Regions from separate parts of the Zea mays genome. Here region 2 is linked to region 1. A link is a contact called in public Hi-C data. All regions are on one chromosome and are shown on one strand. The core of a region is the stretch at or near the end of the contact, and the rest is flanking DNA. Distances in the headings are between cores, read along the strand shown.

What was found. A called contact is a pair of places that touch in the nucleus more often than the background predicts.
Region 2: a Hi-C map of tassel shows a contact between it and region 1, with 3 times the contacts expected there. The contact joins the promoter of LOC100272579 here to the promoter of LOC100191259 in region 1. A contact is called at or near these places in 3 of 25 Hi-C or Micro-C datasets (bundle sheath, ear and tassel).

Annotation. Positions count from the first base shown.
Region 1 is chr9:102,017,683-102,020,382 of Zm-B73-REFERENCE-NAM-5.0, reverse strand. It overlaps LOC100191259, which reads right to left and starts at 1,367. Exons shown (of 3, transcript NM_001136693.1): 1 at 781-1,367. The coding sequence starts at 1,203.
Region 2 is chr9:102,549,469-102,552,168 of Zm-B73-REFERENCE-NAM-5.0, reverse strand. It overlaps LOC100272579, which reads right to left and starts at 1,440. Exons shown (of 4, transcript NM_001328195.1): 1 at 803-1,440. The coding sequence starts at 1,362.

The DNA.
Region 1 (2,700 bases), core at 118-2,617:
CCTGCTAAGCTTAATTTAGATATACTCACTCTAACATTTTAGCGCGTTGTTGTAAGTGTGCTCTCACTCTCATTTCATTCTGTGTCCGTCCCTAGGTGAGAGTACAAGGCATGAACAGAACAGAACACAACCCAGCGGCCAGCGAAGATGGCAACACTGCAGATTAGGTCGCTACAGGTCTGCTAACCAACCGTGCTACGCTGGAGTTCATGACGGGTGGCGCCGTGGCGGCCTGGTGAAAGCACTGCCTGCCTGCAACCATTCGAATCCGACGCACTAAAATCTAAATGCGGAGGTCACCATGCCTTAAACACTGGCCGTAGCGTCCATCGGCCATCCGTAAGGCTCAGGCCGAGCGCCTTCAATTCCGGGAGCTCCAGCTGCAGGGGACCACTGGAGATTTTCTCTGCCGCCTCGACGTCGTCGTCGCGGAAGGCCGGAACGAGCTGACGAAAGGGAAGCTTAACTACTCCGAGCTGCTGTTTGCAGCCCTGCAGGCCTCATGGAATCTTCTCCCTGGCAACTCTTCCTGCCATCTTGGCCTTCTTGCCATGAAATGGTTTTGCTATCTTGAGGTGTGCCGCCAAGCGGATGCATGCACACGGCACACCTCTGGTCTCCCCCTTTGCAGCGCTTTTGCAGCCGTGCAGTGCGCAGGGATATCCGGTCTCTCGACCGAAATGGCAAGGTTGTTTTTTTTTAAAAAAAAACTTTTGGTTAACCATGGCAATTGTGAGTTGCGGCTATGCGAGTGCGGGGTAGCTAGGTCGCGTTGCGTACCAGGACGCCGGCGGTCTTGTTGTCGAGGCCGGTGCCTGCGGAGGCGAAGCAGACGCCGCGGGCGAAGTCCTGGATGCCGTAGGCGGGGTCGAGGTAGGCCGGGACCAGCGGCGGCAGGCCGAGCGCCTCGGAGATGAAGTCCGGCGGCAGGCGCCCGTTGCAGAACCGCCCCGTGGGCTGGGCCCCGCCGGCCATGTCGCGCCCGTACGGCGGGAAGTTGCTCTTCAGGATGGTCCCGATCGCGTTGTTGTTGCCCGTGTCCACCGTCGAGTCCCCGAACACGATCACCGCCGGCACCTTCGGGGTTGGCGCCGATGGACCGGCGCCGGCACCGGTGCAGCCGCAGCAGGACAGGGCGAGCAGGAGGAGCGCCGCCGCCTTCTGCAGCACGCTGGCCCGGCGATGGCCGCGCGGGGACGCCATTGCGGCGGAGCAGCGGAGGAGGCTTGTTTCCTGCCCGCCTGGGGTGCTTGTGCTGGTACGGTTGCAAACCGCGCACGGCTGTGCTCTGCAGACTGCAGCTGCGGCCTGCGGGCGCTGTGTCTAGTGACTGGTGGTGCTCATTAAATAGAGGGCCAAGCGGCGGTTCACGTTTGGTCCTTCCCCGCCGGGCTGACGAGCGCACACTACAAACAAAACCCCAGTGGGGCTTTCAAATTTAGGGCTACTATGGGACCCATATTTTCAAAGTATTTTTATTTTTTTAAATGAAAATTATTTTATTTTTCCTTGGAGAAATAGAAATCTCTTTAGCAAATGAACTTTCCAAACTAGCACTTACGTGAAAAAAATTAGTGGGGCTTTAACATGTATGTGAGGCCTCCTGAACCGGTTTTGGCTTTGGCTCCAACAGTAACCTGACAAAAAATAGCTCTAGACTAAGAGTACTCAAGAGTTGGAGCCACTTTTGGAAGAGATAACCTGACAAAAAATAGCTCTAGACTAAGAGTACTCAAGAGTCGGAGCCACTTTTGGAAGAGAAGCCAGAGTAAAAAAACGTCTCGGCTCCTCCCCACTCCTAGTCTTGCCTCTGTCCCGCTTCCTCTCTCTGCCCCACGCCCTGCCCGAATCCTGCACCCCACTTCCGATATAGTCAGCCCGCTCTCGACATTGCCTCCCCGCCCAGCGCCCGTCGTTGTGGTCCTGCGCCAGCCTTCAACGTCGTATGCTCGCTTGCCCGCCTCCTTGTCTTTATCGGCCTGTGACCGACATTGCTGGCCCAAGCTCAACGTCACCAACCCACGCTTGTCATTGCCTCCCCTCCCAGCGCCCGCCTCTATCACCACCGCAAGTCAGGCTATGGTCATCATTTTTATAATTTTATCGTGGTCATGAATAATTTACGCATTAATTGTCTATACACGCATCAGGTGTTCGTATAAATGGCTATATATGGGCACTATAGACTGTTGGGGGCCTTCTCTGGCCAAAGGTCCTCAAAACATTAAGTTGTCAATTATCTCTAAGTCTATTTCAGGTGTTCCAAATGAATAAGGAAGGCCACCTTCATTTCAAACCTTCATCTCGACAACATAGGTGAAGGGGAAGATAAGAGCTTCGGCTTCATGGTCTGGACTCGAAGCAAGTGGCCTGAATACGAAGAAGGAACCCACCATCACACGTGAAATCGTTTCGGGAATAAATGACGATGCTACCCATAGCAGTTTCTGTAGCTATATATAGGGTTCAAGGTTATAGTTTTAGATTCATATAGAGTTGTATGCCAGGTTGTCCTTATAAATAGATAAACATTGCACGTGCACAGGTCGAGGATTCACGTACTCTTGTGACACCAATCGATTCTACGTCTGAATTTGTATTTACTCATACCTTTGGATCTCTATCTATTGTTAAAGGTATAACTGTATTCATTTGTAACAAGGAATATTTAATACAAGAAACTTGACAGTAATGATTTTC
Region 2 (2,700 bases), core at 191-2,690, 530 kb before region 1:
CTCCAACAAGACCCTCTAAAGGGTCCTGTACCCTAAATTTAGAGGACGAGGACGTCCTCTACTCCCTCCAGCAACGTCCTCTAAACGGTCCTCTAAATTTAGAGAACGCTGCTGGATCCTCTATATGTAGAGTTTCTCTAAACGGTTCTCTATCTATTTGAATACTTTAAACAACCGGTTTAATAAAACTAAAATATGTACAATACATTTGAGAGTATGACAAATACGTATGTACAAAAATTAAAAAATTAAAAATGTGTTTAATATAGGTATTTACATATAGAGGACGTGATTTAGAGGACGTTGTTGGAGAGAAAGTAGATATAGGAGATGGAATCTTTTAGAGAAGACTGTAAAGGACGGATATAGAGGATGTATATAGAGGACGTTGCTGGAGACAGTCTTAAGGTGAACTGAGTTGGCCTTGAGCTCAGCTGGTCGCACCCTTGCTAGAGTTTGTCGGACAGTCAGCTGGGGTTCAGTTCAAACCCTGGTCTCCTTTGCTTCCAAGCGAAGCAGGGTGCTAATCTAGCCTCTGCCATTCACTTGAATGATTTCGATTGAGCATAATGACTAGCAGCTTATCATAACAACATAAAATCCTAGCCTATAGAAGGTCATTGCACCATTATCTTGAGTGCGGCAATATGGTCTGCATTGTTTATTTGCGACTAATGGTTGGTATTATTAATGCTGAGGAACTAATCAAGAAATCTAGAGGAACTAGAGACCAAAACGCCTCTATTGAGCAGATTATGAGCCAAATTTAAATGCAGCGAAATGGGATTAATTAGGGACACACCTCGTCTCGTACTCGGGCGGTGGTGTCCATTCATCATCGTCTTCGGAGTTCTCGTCGGAACCCGCGGTTCCCTTGCCACTATCGAGATCGGCGAGCGTCCTCACATTCCCCCGCGCCTTGGCACTGCTACCGCTCCCACCCCGCGCGTCGTGGGTTCTCTTCAGCCTCTTGAAAGGCCTCCTCCTCTCCTCTTCCTCCGCGGCCTCAGCCGCGAGCGCAGCGTCCTCATCATCGCTGCCGTCGCCATCGACGTAGTCCTCATCATCCTCGTCGTCGTCGCCGCCACCGCCACCGCCGACCACGCAATCCTCATCCTCGGTATCCTCCCCGCCTCCGGCTGGTGCAGCTGGTGGTGGGGGCACTGGATCGGCCGCGACGGCGTCGGCTTCACCGTCCACGGAGTCGTAGTAGGAGCGAACGGCGGATTCGAGGGCCCAGTTGTGGCTCTCGAGATAGAAGGCCGCCTCCTGGGGGGTCGCGGAGGTCACGCCGCAGAAGGACTCCACCAGCGATTGCGCGGCCGCTGCCGTCGGCGCGCGGCCTGCGTCCCCGGCGGCCATCTCGTCTGCGGCGGCCGCGTATCGAGATGGTCTGCCGGCTGGGGCCGGGGTTGGGGGCTGCCTTGGCCGTCTGGTTTTCCCTTTTCCTTTTCATTGGTGCCCTTTTATTTTGACCTCCGTCCGGGCCGTGGGGATTAGGCCGTGGCTTGCGGAAGGGCTGGTTGTGCACAATATCCAAATGCAGGGTTTCGGGCGAAATGGTTGGCCTCCAAAGGTTGAGAGTTTTTGATAACCTGAGCTGGATCTGTTGGGTTACGGCCCATGACTTTGAAACACGGAAGAGTACAGCCCATGACACCAAGGGTGTTTGATTGCTTTAGTCATCCTCCTAAATTCTATGGATTAGTCACTAGAATTTTAATTGAAACTATCATTTAATTATATTGTTTGGTAGTTTTGGAACTAAAAATAACTATTAAAATTTAGGAGGTGGTAATCAAATAACTCTTTACTGCTCTTGCAGTTTTTTTTTGGCTGCCCGTATGGTACATGCAGTGGCCAAACTATCGAGATGTACTAGAGCGACGTTTGATTATATGGGCCATTGCATGGTTGCTCTTAGGAGGGATACGATCAGATGGGACAGATATTATTCATTCTATATTTATTTTTCATATTTTTTTCGAATTTGAATCATATATGTATATTGTCAAGTTGTGTCAGATAAGATTTAATTGAATATCGACATCTTAAATATTCAACTTTAAAAATACGGATACGGATAAAGATCAAATGCGGATCGAATACCGAGTACCAGAGTTTAGATACGGATCGGATCTCAAATCTTTTAAACGGAACAAATTCGAATAAGGACGAATAATATATGTACCATTTACGCCTCTACTCCTGAGGATGTCGTTTTTTACCTCTGTTTTTTAAAAGCTCGAATGTATGCTCCTCTTTCTAGAAACAAACAACCAGTTTCCCGCTATTCCAACTCTGTTTTTACTTCTGTTTTCTAAATAAAACTTACATGTATGCTCCGCTTTCTACAAATAAACAATCAGTTTACCCTATTCCGTTATCAGCACTTAACAGTGTCAACTCAGTCTAAAAAAAGACGTTTATACTCTTACACCATTGTTCTTCCTTAAATTAATTGTTTATAAATTTGCTTTCATTTTAGAATATAACTATAACATAAATTTGTCCATAAATTTTAAAAACAAACATTTTAACTTTGAATAATTAAACATGAGATAAATTAAATTTAATATTGCATTTTGAAAACTGAAAACATTTTAGTTATATATTTGAAAATATTTGAATTTTAATATATTTTCAAAAATAGAATTAAATGTTGTCATTTTGTCAAAATTTAATGTAAAATTCATTTTT